2 separate regions of the Callithrix jacchus genome follow, and region 2 is linked to region 1. Evidence: chromatin contacts called from public Hi-C data. All regions are on one chromosome and are shown on one strand. Each heading gives the region's core, a stretch centred on a gene start, on an enhancer-like site or on the middle of the called end of the contact. The rest is flanking DNA. Distances are from core to core; before and after follow the strand shown.

Evidence for each region. Hi-C and Micro-C count contacts between places; a contact is called where the count stands out from the background.
Region 2: a Hi-C map of skeletal muscle shows a contact between it and region 1, with 2.1 times the contacts expected there. The contact joins the enhancer-like site here to the promoter of ISOC2 in region 1. A contact is called at or near these places in 2 of 3 Hi-C or Micro-C datasets (both in skeletal muscle).

The regions. Positions count from the first base shown.
Region 1 is chr22:48,327,654-48,334,659 of calJac240_pri, reverse strand. ISOC2 (isochorismatase domain containing 2) reads left to right here and starts at 2,867. Exons shown (of 5, transcript XM_078360928.1): 1 at 2,867-2,967. It overlaps C22H19orf85 (chromosome 22 C19orf85 homolog), which reads left to right. Exons shown (of 2, transcript XM_035287534.3): 1 at 1-494; 2 at 903-1,878. The coding sequence starts at 322. The coding sequence ends at 1,398.
Region 2 is chr22:48,385,811-48,392,816 of calJac240_pri, reverse strand. SSC5D (scavenger receptor cysteine rich family member with 5 domains) reads right to left here. Exons shown (of 12, transcript XM_054249524.2): 12 at 2,972-4,651. The coding sequence ends at 3,048. Among named protein-coding and RNA genes, the nearest start is that of SBK2, 16 kb to the left of the region's middle. Within about 2 kb of position 4,521, at least 14 of the 16 cell types and tissues checked have an H3K27ac peak or open chromatin away from gene starts, as enhancers often do. A contact at or near this core is called in skeletal muscle, where this site is marked.

The sequences.
Region 1 (7,006 bases), core at 1,618-4,117:
CTCCCGCCGACGCACGCCGGTCCCATATCCCAGGTCCAACTATGCGCTAATTGGGCACTTAGAGGGTCCCCAGAAAGCCCCCTCCCCTCCCTGCCTTCCTATATCAGCCCCCACCTGCCGGTCCCTCAGACCTCAGATTGGGCTCCAGGGAGGTCCGGACCGGGTTAGGGCGCCGCAGGGAGGCCTTGGCTCATTTCCCAGCGCTGCCTCCTCCCCAGCCCCGGGTGCCCTGCCTCCAGAGTCCCCTGCCCTCCCTGCTCACAGATTTGGGGGTGCTTTGGTCAGCAGTATTGTGGGGAGTTACTCCAGACAACCCAGGCCATGCACCCCGGGGCCCCCGAAGGCCCTGGGGTCTCCGAGCCCGGCCCCCGGGAGCTGTGTGCGTTCGTAAGTGGGGCGGCTGCCCACGTGCTTCGGGTCCTACAGCCCCGGCGCACCCGGCCCCCCAAGAGGCAGCCCAACCACAGAAGGTTTCTCCACAACCAGATCTGCAGGTGAGGGGGCCAAGGGGTGTGGGGAGGGGAAGCGGGGGGAGGCGGGCACGGGAGGGGGGAGAGGGGCAGGAGCAGCCGGCACCCTTGGTTGGGGGAGACCAGGCACAGACAGAATAGAGGAGCAGCCCCCAGGGCTGATGCCAACAACAGTCAATGTGCATTTATTGAGTGCCTGCTGTGTGCCAGCAAAGCATTGAAAGTTCCTTGCCTTCGTGGAGGTTGTGCTTTCATGGGGGTGGAGGGCGGACAGGAATCACCAAAATAAATAGCTGGAATGATGTGAAATGACCACGTAGGTGGCCGGACGCGGTGGCTCACGCCTGGAATTCCAGCACTTGGGAGGGCCGACGCAGGAGGTCGCTGGAGTTCAGGCGTTAGAGACTACCCTGCTCACACCTGTCTCTGCAGGCAGTTCAGCCAGATCGAGGCCGCCACCCAGCGCTTGGCCCTATCCATCCTGTCCCAGGAGGGACCTCCCCAGAGACCCTCGCTCCGAAAGCCGCCCCCGCCGCCTCCGTCCCCCTTCCTGGGGGTGGCCTGTGCTGTGGCCCCCGCTGAGGTTCCCCACACCAGCCCCAGCCTGAGTCTGGCCGCCCTGGACACCTCTACCCTCGACCTCTTTGACAACATTTCGCTCACCCCAGAGTGTGCCTCAGTGCCATGGGACCCCTCCTCTAGCCCTGATGCTCCCTTGCCAACCCTGGGTCTGGCCTATCACGACCTGGGCCAGCCGGGCCAGAGGCAGCTCCCACATTTCTGTGGCCTCCTGACCCCTCCCCAGCATGCCCTGGGGGAAGAAGCAGAGCAGGTGGCTCCCAACTGGGGTTGGGTGGACTGGTGGGAGGTGCCTCATGCCTGGGATTCTCAGGGGATCCCCGAGGGCTGGGGGACCAGCTCCCCATGAGGTCAGTCACAACCCAGCCCAGAATCCAGGACAGGCCAGAGGCCCCTCCATGATAGCTCTCCAGCTCTCTCCGGGCCCCCAACCTGTCTACTCCCTTCCTGGCAGCCCCTGGGAAAATAAACCAAGCCCAGACCCCCACCTCAGACAACTGCCTCAGGGGGCTCCGCCTGGGCTCAGAGGCCCCACCTCCACCTCTTATGGGGGCCCTGTTCTTGCTCCCCACCTTCTCCCTTCCTTCTTCCCAGCCCCATCTTGGCATCCAGCCCTCGCATTCACCCGGCTCACCTCTGCCTAATGTCTGCTCTCCGCTCATTTATTCCCAAAGATGTATCAAGCGCCTACTGTGGGCCAGGCCCAGATCCAGGACTTGAGGATTCAGCAGTGAACGAGGCAAGTGGGAACCCTGCCTCGGGGAGCTCCCTTTCCTGTACGCATATGTGTGTTTTGGAGGGGAACTGACAATAAAAGAGTATATCCATGCGTTTTTCAAAAAGCAACATTCATTTCCAATTCAGACTGGAGTTATTCAAGAAAATAAAAACAAGGCTGGGTGCGGCGGCTCACACCTATAATCCCAGCACTTTGGGAGGCCAAGGCAGGCGGATCACTAGAGCCCAGGAGCTCAAGACCAGCCTGGGCAACAGAGTGAGACCTCCGTCTTTACAAAAAATTTAAAAAAAATTAGTCAGGTGTCGTGGCGCATATTCGTGGTTTATTCCAAGACAGAAGGGAAGTTCTCTCTTTCTCTCAACCACCATTTCCAAGGGCAGAATCTAAATTATTCTGAACACCACTGGAACGGGCAAGTGCTGCACAAAAGGGGAAACTGAGGTAGCACAGAGAACAAAGGATGAGGGGGGCATCTAATTCCTCACTTAATCGCTTCCTTAGCAGCCCCTTCCTGGAAAGTGCTTGGGTATCTTCGTAAGCCTCCGTTTCTTGACAGAAGGGCCAGGGTTCGAACCGCAGACCTGCCTCTACTCTGTGTAGGGCCCCTCTCTCTCTCCCGGCCTCTGCCATCTGCTCCGTGCAATGAGACCGGCCGAGACGCCCTCTCTCCGGCCGGGATCTGAGCCCTCGGAGACCACCGCGCGACTCCGCCCCGTCGGCCGCCACTCACGCCCTCTACGGCTCTCCATTGGCCGGACGCGCTGCTTCCCCGCCCCCTCCGCGCTGTAGCGAGCTAATCATTTTCTTGGGACTGATAGCGTTGCCGGCGCGGCCCCTCCCCCGGGGCGGGAGCAAAGCAGAGGCATATGCGGATTGGTTGAGAGGCGGGGGGGGCGGGGAGAGGCAGTGGCACATGCGGATTGGCCGGAGCGGGGGGTAGGAGGAGGAGGAGTAGGAGGAGGCGAGCATGATGAGTGTCGATTGGACGGCTCGGCCCTAAGTGGGCGGAACGCGGACGCTGCAGGGGGTGGGCCACGTGTCCAGCCCTAACGAAACGGTGACCCGCCCCAGGAAACCCGGGAGAGGCCTCAGAGTGGCTGTCCGAGCGCAGAGAGGTGAGGGTGCCCCCAGCCTCACGTGCGGAGGGGCCGTTCCAGGCCCGAACCCGGCACCTTCCGGGTAAGTCCTCTCGCTGCTGGCGCTTATTTGGAGACCGACCTTCACGCCTAGCAGATGGGGAAACTGAGGCTCTTCCCGGGCGTCCCCGGGCCAAGGTCACAGGACCAGAAAGAGGACTCCACCTGGCCCCGCCATAATTGGCTGGCCAGAGACTCAAACTGTCCCCCGGGTCGCTCTCGCCGCCTCTGTAACAGCCCTGCGGGGTGGGTAGGTTTAATCCCCATCTCTTCGACAGGGAAACTGAGGCTAAGACAGAGAGAAGCTTTCCCAGGGTCACAGAACCAGAAAGTCCGGGCTCCAAGGCTGGGTTTCCGAGACCTCGTGGGGAAGTAAACAGCCCTACCCCGCCCCCCTGTTACCGCCCACCTCCAGCCGTGCCTTGGGTACCCTCCACCCAGGCTGAATCTCTCCTCCTTCCCCAGGACACGCCCAACTCTCTCCAGCCCAGACCTCTCTCTCTCATAAACACCCACTCTCACCCCAATTTTTCACCTCCCCAAAACCAGTTTCCCTCTCCAGGATCCCCTATTAGTCTTCAGGTCATGCCCCTCGCCCAACCAGAAACTGGGGGCCTTCCTCCCCGACTTTCCCTGCAGCCCCACCTGTCCCTTCCTATCTCTCTCCCCTGTCCCACTGGACCCCAGCCCCAACCTCCTCCTCTCTGGCCTTTGTCTTCAGTCCAGCTGCGCCAGTGGGGCCATGAAGCCATCTTTGTATTTTGCAATTTGAAAACTTTTTATGGACTGATACCACATATACAGAAAATCATACGGTTTGCATATACACAGCTCAAATAAATGTTTACGAAGGGAGCACGCTGGTCTAAACAGTATCCAGGGCCGGGTGTAGTGGCTTACCCCTGTAATCCCAGCACTTTGGGAGGGTGAGGTGGGTGGACCACCTGAGATCAGGAGTTGGAGACCAGCCTTACCAACATCGAGAAATCCCATCTCTACTAAAAATACAAAATTAGCCGGGCATGGTGGTGGGTGCCTGTTCCCAACTACTCGGGAGGTTGAGGCAGGAGAATCGCTTGAACTTGGGAGGCGGAGGTTGCAAGTGAGCTGAGATCTCGCCATTGCATTCCAGCCTGGGCCACAAGAGTGAAACTTGGTCTCAAAAAAAAAAAAAAAGAAACAGTATTCAAAGAAAAAAGTCAAACACGCGCCGCATTCCAGGATCTCCCGCCATGGCCATTTCCATCACTGGTCCCTGGGCAACCACAGATCCGTTTTGCTGGGTTTGGGCTTCACATAAACCCTCGATTGTAGATAGCGTTGACTAGACAACCTGTTGCACATTGTGCAGAATTCAGAAGAGACAGAATAGGACCCAGTGAAAATCGAGGCTCCTGCACTCCGTTCCCCAGTGCCTGGTTCACCCACCTGTCTCCCGTTCCTTGTTTGCCAGAGATAGCAGATACAGATATATGCGACACAGACACATTTTCTCTCCCTTTTTTTTTCTGGCACAAAAAGGAGCATTCCATACACAGTGTTCTGCTTCTTTTTCACTTCTCTCAAACATGTTTTCATATGGTTACTTAAAGAGCTTCCTCGTAATTTTTCCTGGCTTGCAAGGAATACCAGAGTGTAGTTATGCCGTGACTTACATAACCGGTATCCGAATTGTGGACATGGATACTTCCTTCTGCACCTTTGCTCTGGGGAAGAGTCCTGTAATGACTAACCTTGTGTCGTTGCTAAATGCTTAGGAGCAACTTCTGCGTTCAGAGGCTTTGTGTATTCATCATTTTGAGAAATGTGTCTGCTCCGCTCTCCCTAGGAGTTGTTGCAACCCACACTCCTGCCAGGCCAGGGGGGAGCTCCTGGGTGCTACAGATGCCTGTCCTAGGCTTTTGGACATGCCGACCCCCAGATGGCCCCTCCATGGCTCCCCACTGCCCTCAGCAGAGAGGCTCCAGGGCCCTTGTGACCCACCTGTCAGATCTCCAGCTTCTGGTTCCCTCAGAACCATCCTTTGGGGTCTGGGTGTCCCAGGTCCTGCCTGCTGCTCAGGGGAGGAAGAATTAGCACATGAGTGGGCCTGAGAGGGTCACTCCAGGGGGAGGAAACGGCAAGGGCTGTTGTAGAGGCAGAGGCGGATGTGGCTGGGCTGTGTGGGGAGAAAGGGGGCATCTGCATCTTAGTCCTAAGGACAGAGAGAAGCCACAGGGAGTTTGAGACCGGGTAGTAATAGTCAGCTTTGTGTTTTCTAAAAAGATCTTTTTTTTCTTGAGACAGAGTCTCGATCTATCACCCAGGCTGGTGTGCAATGGCGTGATCTCAGCTCACTGCAACCTCCACCTCCCAGGTTCAAGCGATTCTCCTGCCTCAGCCTCCTGAGCAACTGGGATTACAGGCACCCACCACCATGACTGGCTAATTTTTTTGTATTTTTAGTAGAGACGGGGGTTTCACCATGTTGGCCAGGCTGGTCTCAAGCTCCTGACCTCGTGATCCACCCACCTTGGCCTCCCAATGCTGGGATTACCACCGCGGCTGACCTCGAAAAGATCATTTTTCTGTCTTCAATTCCTCTGGGAGAACATAGCAGCCCCTGCCAAGCTAGATCTGGCTCCCTGGAAATCTCAGCACTTATCACGGTTGTAATTATGTGATTAATTCACTGTGGCTTTGTTACAGAGGGAGTTTCCATTCCATTTTATTTAATGAGCTAAAATTTGCACAACATAAAATTCACCATTTTAGCCATTTGTTCGTTTTTAAATTTGAGATACAGTACACATAGAAAACATTTACTGTGGTAGATAGATTTTGTTCAAAGAATAATAGGCAAAGCGCGGTGGCTCGCGCTTGTAATCCCAGCACTTTGGGAGGCTGAGGTGGGAGGATCGCTTGAGCCCAGGAAGTTGAGGCCAGCCTGGGCAACATAGTAAGACCCTGTCTCTAAAAATTTAAAAATACAAAAATTAGCCAGGTGTGGTGGCATGCACCTGTAGCTCCTTGGGAGGCTGAGGTGGGATGATCACTGGAGCCCAGGAGTTGAAGGATGCAGGGAGCACTCCAACCTAGGTGACACCATGAGACCTTGTCTCAAAAAAAGAAAGAGAAAAATAATACAGCAGTTTGGGAGGCCAAGGCAGGAGCATTGCTTGAGGCCAGGAAGAGAGAGAAGGAAAGAGAATGAATACCAGTGTCCTCACTACCCAGCTTTGGAAAGCGCAGCTCCTTGTGAGCCCTGCCTCCCTCAGCTTCCCGGAACACCTCCTGTCTGGCTTCCAATGAGCCTATAGGGTCTCCCATTTCGCTGGCGAATTAATGAATAAATGAGTGAGTACCAACAAATCGTACACACAGACGGCGAGACAGCTACAGACAAAAGCCCAGCCCGAACGCGGGGACCCAGAAACACAAGCGTCCTAGGGACACAGGCCGAGGCATGCTGGCACAGGGCCCCTGCGGTGTAGGCGCGCTGACGGTGGAGATGCTCTGGCCAACTGGAAGTCAGGTGTGCCCTGCATGGCTGCAGGACCTAGGGCAGGTTAACGGGCCCTCCGGGTCGAGGTTTCCTCCCCTGCAAAAGAGTCACTGGCCAGGGGGCTCCAGCGGCCTGTCCTTTTTCTTTTTCTTTGTTTATTGTGGTAAAATGCACTTAACATAAAACATACCCTTTTAGTCATCTGGAAACGCACAGTGGAGTGGCATTCATAGGGTCATGATGTGCAGCTGTCACCACGGAGCGCCTGAGCCTTTTCACCATCCCAAACGGAAACGCTACGCCCCTCAGCAGTCACCCTGAACTCCTCCCTGCCACAGCCCCTGGCAGCCACCCATCTGCTTTCTCTTTTTTTTTTTTTTTGAGACAGAGTCTCACTCTGGAGTGCAGTGGTGCGATCTCGGCTCACTGCAACCTCTGCATCCTGGGTTTTTAGCTGTTCTCCTGCCCCAGCCGCCCGAGTAGCTGGGATTACGGGCGTGCAGCACCACGCCTGGCTAATTTTTGTATTTTTAATAGAGATGGGGTTTCGCCATATTGGCCAGGTTGGTCTTGAACTCCTGAACTCAGGTGATCTGTC
Region 2 (7,006 bases), core at 3,272-5,771, 57 kb before region 1:
GAAGCCCCCCCTCAGCCTCCCCAGGGAACCAGTCGGCAGTTATTTAGGTCTCAGGGCTTAATGAGATCTGGGGAACAGAATTCTCAGCATGCTCCTTCGCCCGCTGGCGGGAGCAGACCCCCAGACATTACCCGCCCCCACCAAAACAAGTAACTGGACCCTGCTGGCCTTTGCAGGACTGCGGGGGCGCCAGCCTCCATCACCTTCCATGACCTTTGAGCCGGCTCTGGAGTGGAGAGAGGAGGAGGAGGAAATGGTTTCCTGCTTGAGGCTGCAAGAGCCAGAATCAGAGTAGGGGGGTCTTCTAAGATGGCCCCCAGTTTACACACCAGCAAGCTGAGGCACAGAGATGGGAAGGAGCCCACCCAAGGTCGCTTGGAGTGGGGCTGTCATGGAAGCCCTAATCCAGAAACCTGGGCCGTGGTCAAAGCACAGAAATTCACATCACAGTATACTGGGTTTGAGTCCCTGGCTCTGCTGTGTGGCCTTAGGCAAGGGGCCTGCCCTCTCTGATCCTCAGAGTCCTTTCTGAAACGGAGATCAAAGCTCCTCCCTCAAAGGGCTATGGTGAGGACTGGATGTAGTTTAGGAAGGGCCCATGCGGTGTCGGCACAGAAAAGCACAGGCGGCGTGGTCGCACGCACGGTCGTTAATTGCGCACACCCTACGTGCCGCCCTGTCCTTATCTGCACTAACTCTTTGAATCCTCACAACCCCGTGTGGCAGGCACTACTGCTCTCCCCACTTTACAGGTGAAAAAAGCTGAGACTCAGAGGAGGGAGGGAAACTGCCAGACTTCCACAGCCGGGACTTGAACCCAGGTCAGTCTGACACAGCCGTGGAATATTTTATTTTTTCTTACTTTCCTTTTTTTTAAAATAAAGTTGGGGGGGGGGGTCTCACTATGTTTCTGGTCTGGAACTCCCAGGCTCAAGCCATCCTCCCATCTCGCCCTCCTAAAGTGCTGGGATTACAGACATGAGCCACTGTGCCCAGCTGGATTTTTTTTTTATTAAACAGAGCCTTGCTCTGTCACCCAGGCTAGAGTACAGTGGTGCAATCTCAGCTCACTGCAACCTCTGCCTCCTGGGTTCAAGCAATTCTGCCACCTCAGCCTCCCAAGTAGCTGAGATCACAAGCGCCTGCCACCACGACCGACTTATTTTTGTATTTTTAGTAAGATGGAGTTTCACCTCTCGGCCAGGCTGGTCTCGAACCCCTAACCTTGTGATCCACCTGCCTCGGCCTCCCAAAGTGCTGGGATTATAGGCATGAGCACCGCACCCGGACTGGAATATTTTCTTAAGAGCAAGGGCCCTGAGTGCCAAGCATGTCCCACCACCCGTTCCCTTAGTGACCTGGGGCACACGACCAAACCTCTCTGTGCCTCAGTGCCCAGACCTGCAGAATGGGGATAAACACAGTAATTGCTCTCACTTGACAGGTGCTTCTCAAGAGCCGTCATAAGCACTGTCTTGGTACTAACGTATTCAATCATTACAGCGACCCCATGAGGTAGGTGTACTATTACTATCCCTTGTTTATAGCTGGAGAAGCTCAGACCCAGAGGTTAAGTAACTGGCTCATGTTCAGTCCCAGCAAGGACTCAAACTCAGGAATCTGGGCTGCGAAGCTCAGCTCCTCATCTGCTGAGCTGTGGTAACAGTACCCTCCTCGCAGGCACCCGTTAAGACAAGATGACATCATCATCCATGCAAAGCCCTTAAAACAGAGCCTGACACACAGGAACTGCCCAGTAAACATGAGCCATGCTGATCATGACGCACTCTTTCATTCAAAAGGCATTTGTTACTGAGTGTGTACTCTGCATCAGCCTCTGTCCTAGAAACTGAGCTTACATCTACGAACAAGGCCCGGTTTCTGCTCACGTGAAGCTTCATCACTGTCACGACCATCATCACCATCATCAGTACCATGGTCATCTTTACCACCACAGTCACCAGCGTCATCGTCATTACCATCATTGCCTCATCGCCGTGACCCTCCTTCACGGTCATCACCATCGTGATCACCTTTAACACCGCCATTGCCATCATGATGACCACCACTACCACCATCACTGTCACCATCACCGTCAGTGTGACCATCACCACCATGGTCACCCTTAGCACCATCATCATCATTATCACCATCACTGCCACCAGCACCATCATTATGATCACTGCCTCTTCACCATGACCATCATCAGTATAACCACCATCACCACCACCACCACCATCAGTATAACCACCATCATCATCACCACCATCAGCAGCAGCATACCCACCATCACCACCACCACCATCAGCAGCAGCAGCAGCATACCCACCATCACCACCACCACCACCAGCAGCAGCAGCATACCCACCATCACCATCACCACCACCATCAGCAGCAGCATACCCACCATCACCACCACCACCACCAGCAGCAGCAGCATACCCACCATCACCATCACCACCACCATCAGTATAACCACCATCATCATCACCACCATCAGCAGCAGCAGCATACCCACCATCACCACCACCATCAGCAGCAGCATACCCACCATCACCACCACCACCACCAGCAGCAGCAGCATACCCACCATCACCACCACCACCACCACCAGCAGCAGCAGCATACCCACCATCACCATCACCACCATCAGCAGCAGCAGCAGCATACCCACCATCACCACCACCACCATCATCAAGATCATTGCCTCATCACCATGACCATCCCCTCATGATCATCACCATTATTTCCTCCTCTTCATCATCATCACTGTCACCACCACCACCACCGTCTTACCATTATCATCACCATGATGATCATCATCCTATCATCATCACCATCAGGATCATCACCATCATAATCATCACCATCGCCAACACCACCTTGCATGGCTCCTGGGCTATTCACATACCAAGATCCAGCTTGTGATTCTCTCTCTCTAGGATTCCCCAAAAACACCATTCACACCTTGTTTTTAATTAGATATTTTGGTTTTCTTTTTCTTTTTCTGTCAGGAGTGTCTTAAACCCCTCAAATCCTGGAGAGGGTCACACATCTCCCCTCAGAGGCCTTTCCTCTTCCTCTGGGGTAGTGGTGGTTGGTGCAGGCATGGTGGGGGGCCAGGTCACCAGTCTCTTTATGGCCTCACCCAGTTGCCCCAGACCCTGGGCAGCCTCTACCAGCTGGGTCAGCCCCCGCAGCAGGGCTTGGTGCTCCTGCCGGTCCTGTTCCACAACCTGGGTCAGCCTCTGCAGCTGACCACCCACGTCCCTCACGGCGGCCACCAGTTCCACCAGGGCAGGTGGCTCACAAGCCATGACCCTTACAGGTGGTGTTGGGGCCACACATGGACCATGGGGGCCCGGGCTCTGACCAGGGGTTGGCCCTAGGGTGAGGTGGTCTAAAGGAGGTTGATCCAAGGGGTGGGCTATGGGGGAGAAGTGGGTGTCAGGGGGCACAGTGAGGTCAGAGGCTGAGTGTGGGGCATGGGTAGGTGGAGAGGTTAGGCTGGGGCTCTGGCTTCTGGATGACTTGAAGTCCTCAGTAGACAGTGGGTCTATGCTTGTGGCTGTGGAGGACCTGGAGGAGCTGGACTCCAAGGTTGGAGAGGGCTCTACAGTGGGCATTTGGAATGTGGAGGGGTGAGGAGCAACTGCTGTGAAGGTCAACTCGGGATGCAGACTGGGCCTGACTGTTGGTGCTGGAGTGGGAGAGGAGAGTTCTGTCCCAACGGAGGTTGGAAGGGACTTAGTAGTGATGACAGGGGTTGAGGAGGGGTCAGGAGTGGTAGTGGGGTGAGGGGTTGTGGTGGGCTGCATGGTGGTGGTGGGGTGAGGGGTTGTGGTGGGCTGCATGGTGGTGGTGGGGTGAGGGGTTGTGGTGGGGTCAGGAGTCGTGGTGGGGTCAGGAGTCGTGGTGGAGTGAGTGGTGGTGGCGGGTTGAGGGGTTGTGGTGGGCTGCATGGTAGTGAAGGGTTGGGTTGTCGTGGGGTCAGGAATCATGGTGGAGTGAATGATGGTGGTGGGTTGAGGGGTTGTGGTGGGATGAGTGGTGGTGGGGAAGTGAGGGGTTATGGTAGGGTGAGAGGTCAAGGTAGGGTGAGGGGTCATGGTGGGGTCATGGGTCCCGGTGGGATCAGGGGTAATAGTGGAGTGAGGGCTTGGGGAGGGGTCTGGGGATCTGGAATATTCTGAGACTGTACTGGGGTATGGAGTTGTGTCCAAGTCTGAAGTTGTGTCCGATTCTGGGGTCCGCTCTGAGGTAGGGGAAAGGCTGGTCACCTCCAGTGGTGTAGAAGGGTCAGCGGTGAACTCTTTGAGCAAGGTGGGTGGGGGCGTGGGTGACAGCTCCGGGGTCAGCGGTGGAGCCACACTGGAGTCAGGGGTGGACAAAGCAAAGTCGGGGCTTGTCAAGCTAAGGTCGGGGTTGGTCCGGGAGGCCGGGTCTGAGGTGGGTGAAGTGTCCGCAGGGTCAGAGGTCGCCTCGGGCGTTAAGGCTGAGCGGGGAGTGAGCTCTACACTGGAGTCAGAGGTCAGCGCTGGGCCTGGGGGTCCCGGAGAGGCGGAGGGACCTGTGGACGGGGTGGGGGGCGCTGTCCTGATAGCAGTGGGCCGCGGCGGCCTGCGCTCCGGCCACGGTTTCCTTGGGGAACCTGGAGGAGGAGGAGAAGGGAAAACAGACAGGCGGTCTGAGGTCAGCCGGCTCCGCCCACCCCGCGCCTCTCCCCGCCCCTCGAGCAGCCGACCAATGGAAAGCCGCAGAGCCTCGAGACGTCAAGGGTCACCGGCAGATTTTACCCGGCCCTGCGGCCCCTCCTCCCGGCTTCCTCCGATGTCTCCAGGCGCCACCTGGCGTCCTCCTCTGCTGGAGGATGCTCGGATGCTCCGGACGAGGGAATGTGGAGGGGTACGCAGGTTGCAGGAGAGGGTGCAGGAGGGTGAGGTGAGGGAGGGATGCAGGGATGCTGGGACCCGGGAGGAAGCAGGAGTGCTCAGAAGTGTGCAGCGTACGGGAGGATTCGCAGACAGCGGGGTCTGGGGGATGTGGGGAGCCGGGGGAGGCAGGGAGACCCAACAGGGCTCCGAAGGGTAATTTTAGTAATCAAGATAAATATCTTTATGGAATTTTTTATTTTTTAAGTTAAAGTCTGGCCGTATCGCCCAGGCTGGAGTAGAGCGGTGGCAAGATCATACTTCACTGTGATCTTGAACTCCTGTGTTCAAGCGTTTTCATGCAATATTTTTAAACAATAAAAATTAATGCAAAAGATCCACAGCTAACCAAAGATAACATTTTAACCAAAGACGGGACCCAACAGGGCCGGGATTAGGGTGAGCCCAGTGAGGTGGATAGGATCCTGTCTTCAGCTCATCATGGGTGGTTTTTTCCATTAATTTTTATTTTTAAAAATACTGTATTATGATATTATGTATCTTGATTTTGCTGTTTTTGGCACCCCCTCAAGTTTTGGGCCTGAGTAGCAGGAGGAGCCTCATCCTCTTCTGGGACTGGCTTCTAAGTGAGTGCCAGTTGTATCCCCATTTTACAGATGGAGGAAATGAGAGCGAGAGGCCACATGACTTGCCCAAGGTCACACAGACACAGCTTGCAAGTTGCAGGGATAAGACTTGAACCCAAGTTGTTTGCACATAGAGTCTAGGCAGTTAAATACCACATCCTCGGTGAGGGAATGTGCTATGATCCACAGTGCCAATACAGTAGCCACTGGCCACATGTGGCTACTGTGCCCTTGAAATGCGGCCAGTGTGAATGAGGAACTGAATGTTTCATTTAGAAAGTGTTGATTCATTTAAATGTAAACAGTCCCCTGTGTTCACAGCTACCGTATTGAACCCCGCAGATCTGCATATTTCCACGGTTCCTGCAGGGTCTTTGAGGGCATTCCTTCCCCACACTGTCCTTTGTTTGCAGGACTGGAGAAGTGGTTAGATAAAGCGCTTGTGCTCAAAGCCGGCTGTCCCAGTCTAGACCGCAGCTGCCTGGCTTCCTAGCTGGGTGACTGGCAAATCACTTCACTGATCAGATCTCAGTTTCTTCCCCACCTGTAGATTATAGATGACCAACGTATCTCCCTTGCAGAGTTGTCAAAAGGACTCAGGGAGATCATGGTTGTGCAAAGCACTTAGCTTAATGACTAGCATGGAATAAGCACTCTCATAATTACTGATGTTGTCAGAGTCATTGATACCTGTGCCTCAATTTCACTCATTTGAGAAATGGGCAAAATTATAGGTCTACATCATGGAGCTCAGGTAAATTTCTTCCATCCTTCCTTCCTTTTGTTCTTTTTCCCTCCCTCCCTCCCTCCCTTCCTTCCTTCCTTCCTCTCTTTCTCTCTTTCTTTGAGACAGTCTCATGTAGATCTCTCTCTCTCTCCTTTTTTTTTTCTTTTTGAGACAGAGTCTCCGTCTGTTGCCAAGGCTGGAGTGCAGTGTTGTGATCTCGGCTCACTGCAACCTCTGCCTCCAGGTTCAAGCAATTCTCCTGCCTCAGTCTCCCGAGTAGCTGGGATTACAGGCGCCCAACATCACGCCCAGCTAATTTTATTATTATTAGTAGAGCAGCAGTAGGGACGGGGGTTTCACTATGTTGGCCAGGCTGGTCTCAGACTCCTGACCTGAAGTGATCTGCCTGCCTTCGCCTCCCAAAGTGCTGGGATTACAGGCCTGAGCCATCATGCCTGGCCAAGCTCATGTAGACATTATATATATATATTTATATATAGTCTCTCTCTATATATATATATATTGCTTAGAATAGTGCCTAACATGGTGTATTTTGTTTAATAAATGTTACATGTTTTTTGTTATTATCTCAAGACTCTCCACTTAGGTAGATATTATAGGTGCTCAGATACCTAGAATGGTAATGGTTGTTAATTTTTCAGACCCAAGGTGCAGATAACTGCATTCATCGTACCCCTCAGTGCCCTGTAACCAGCAGTCCCTGCAGTGTCCCTCTTGTCTGACTTTTATTTCGAGCCTCC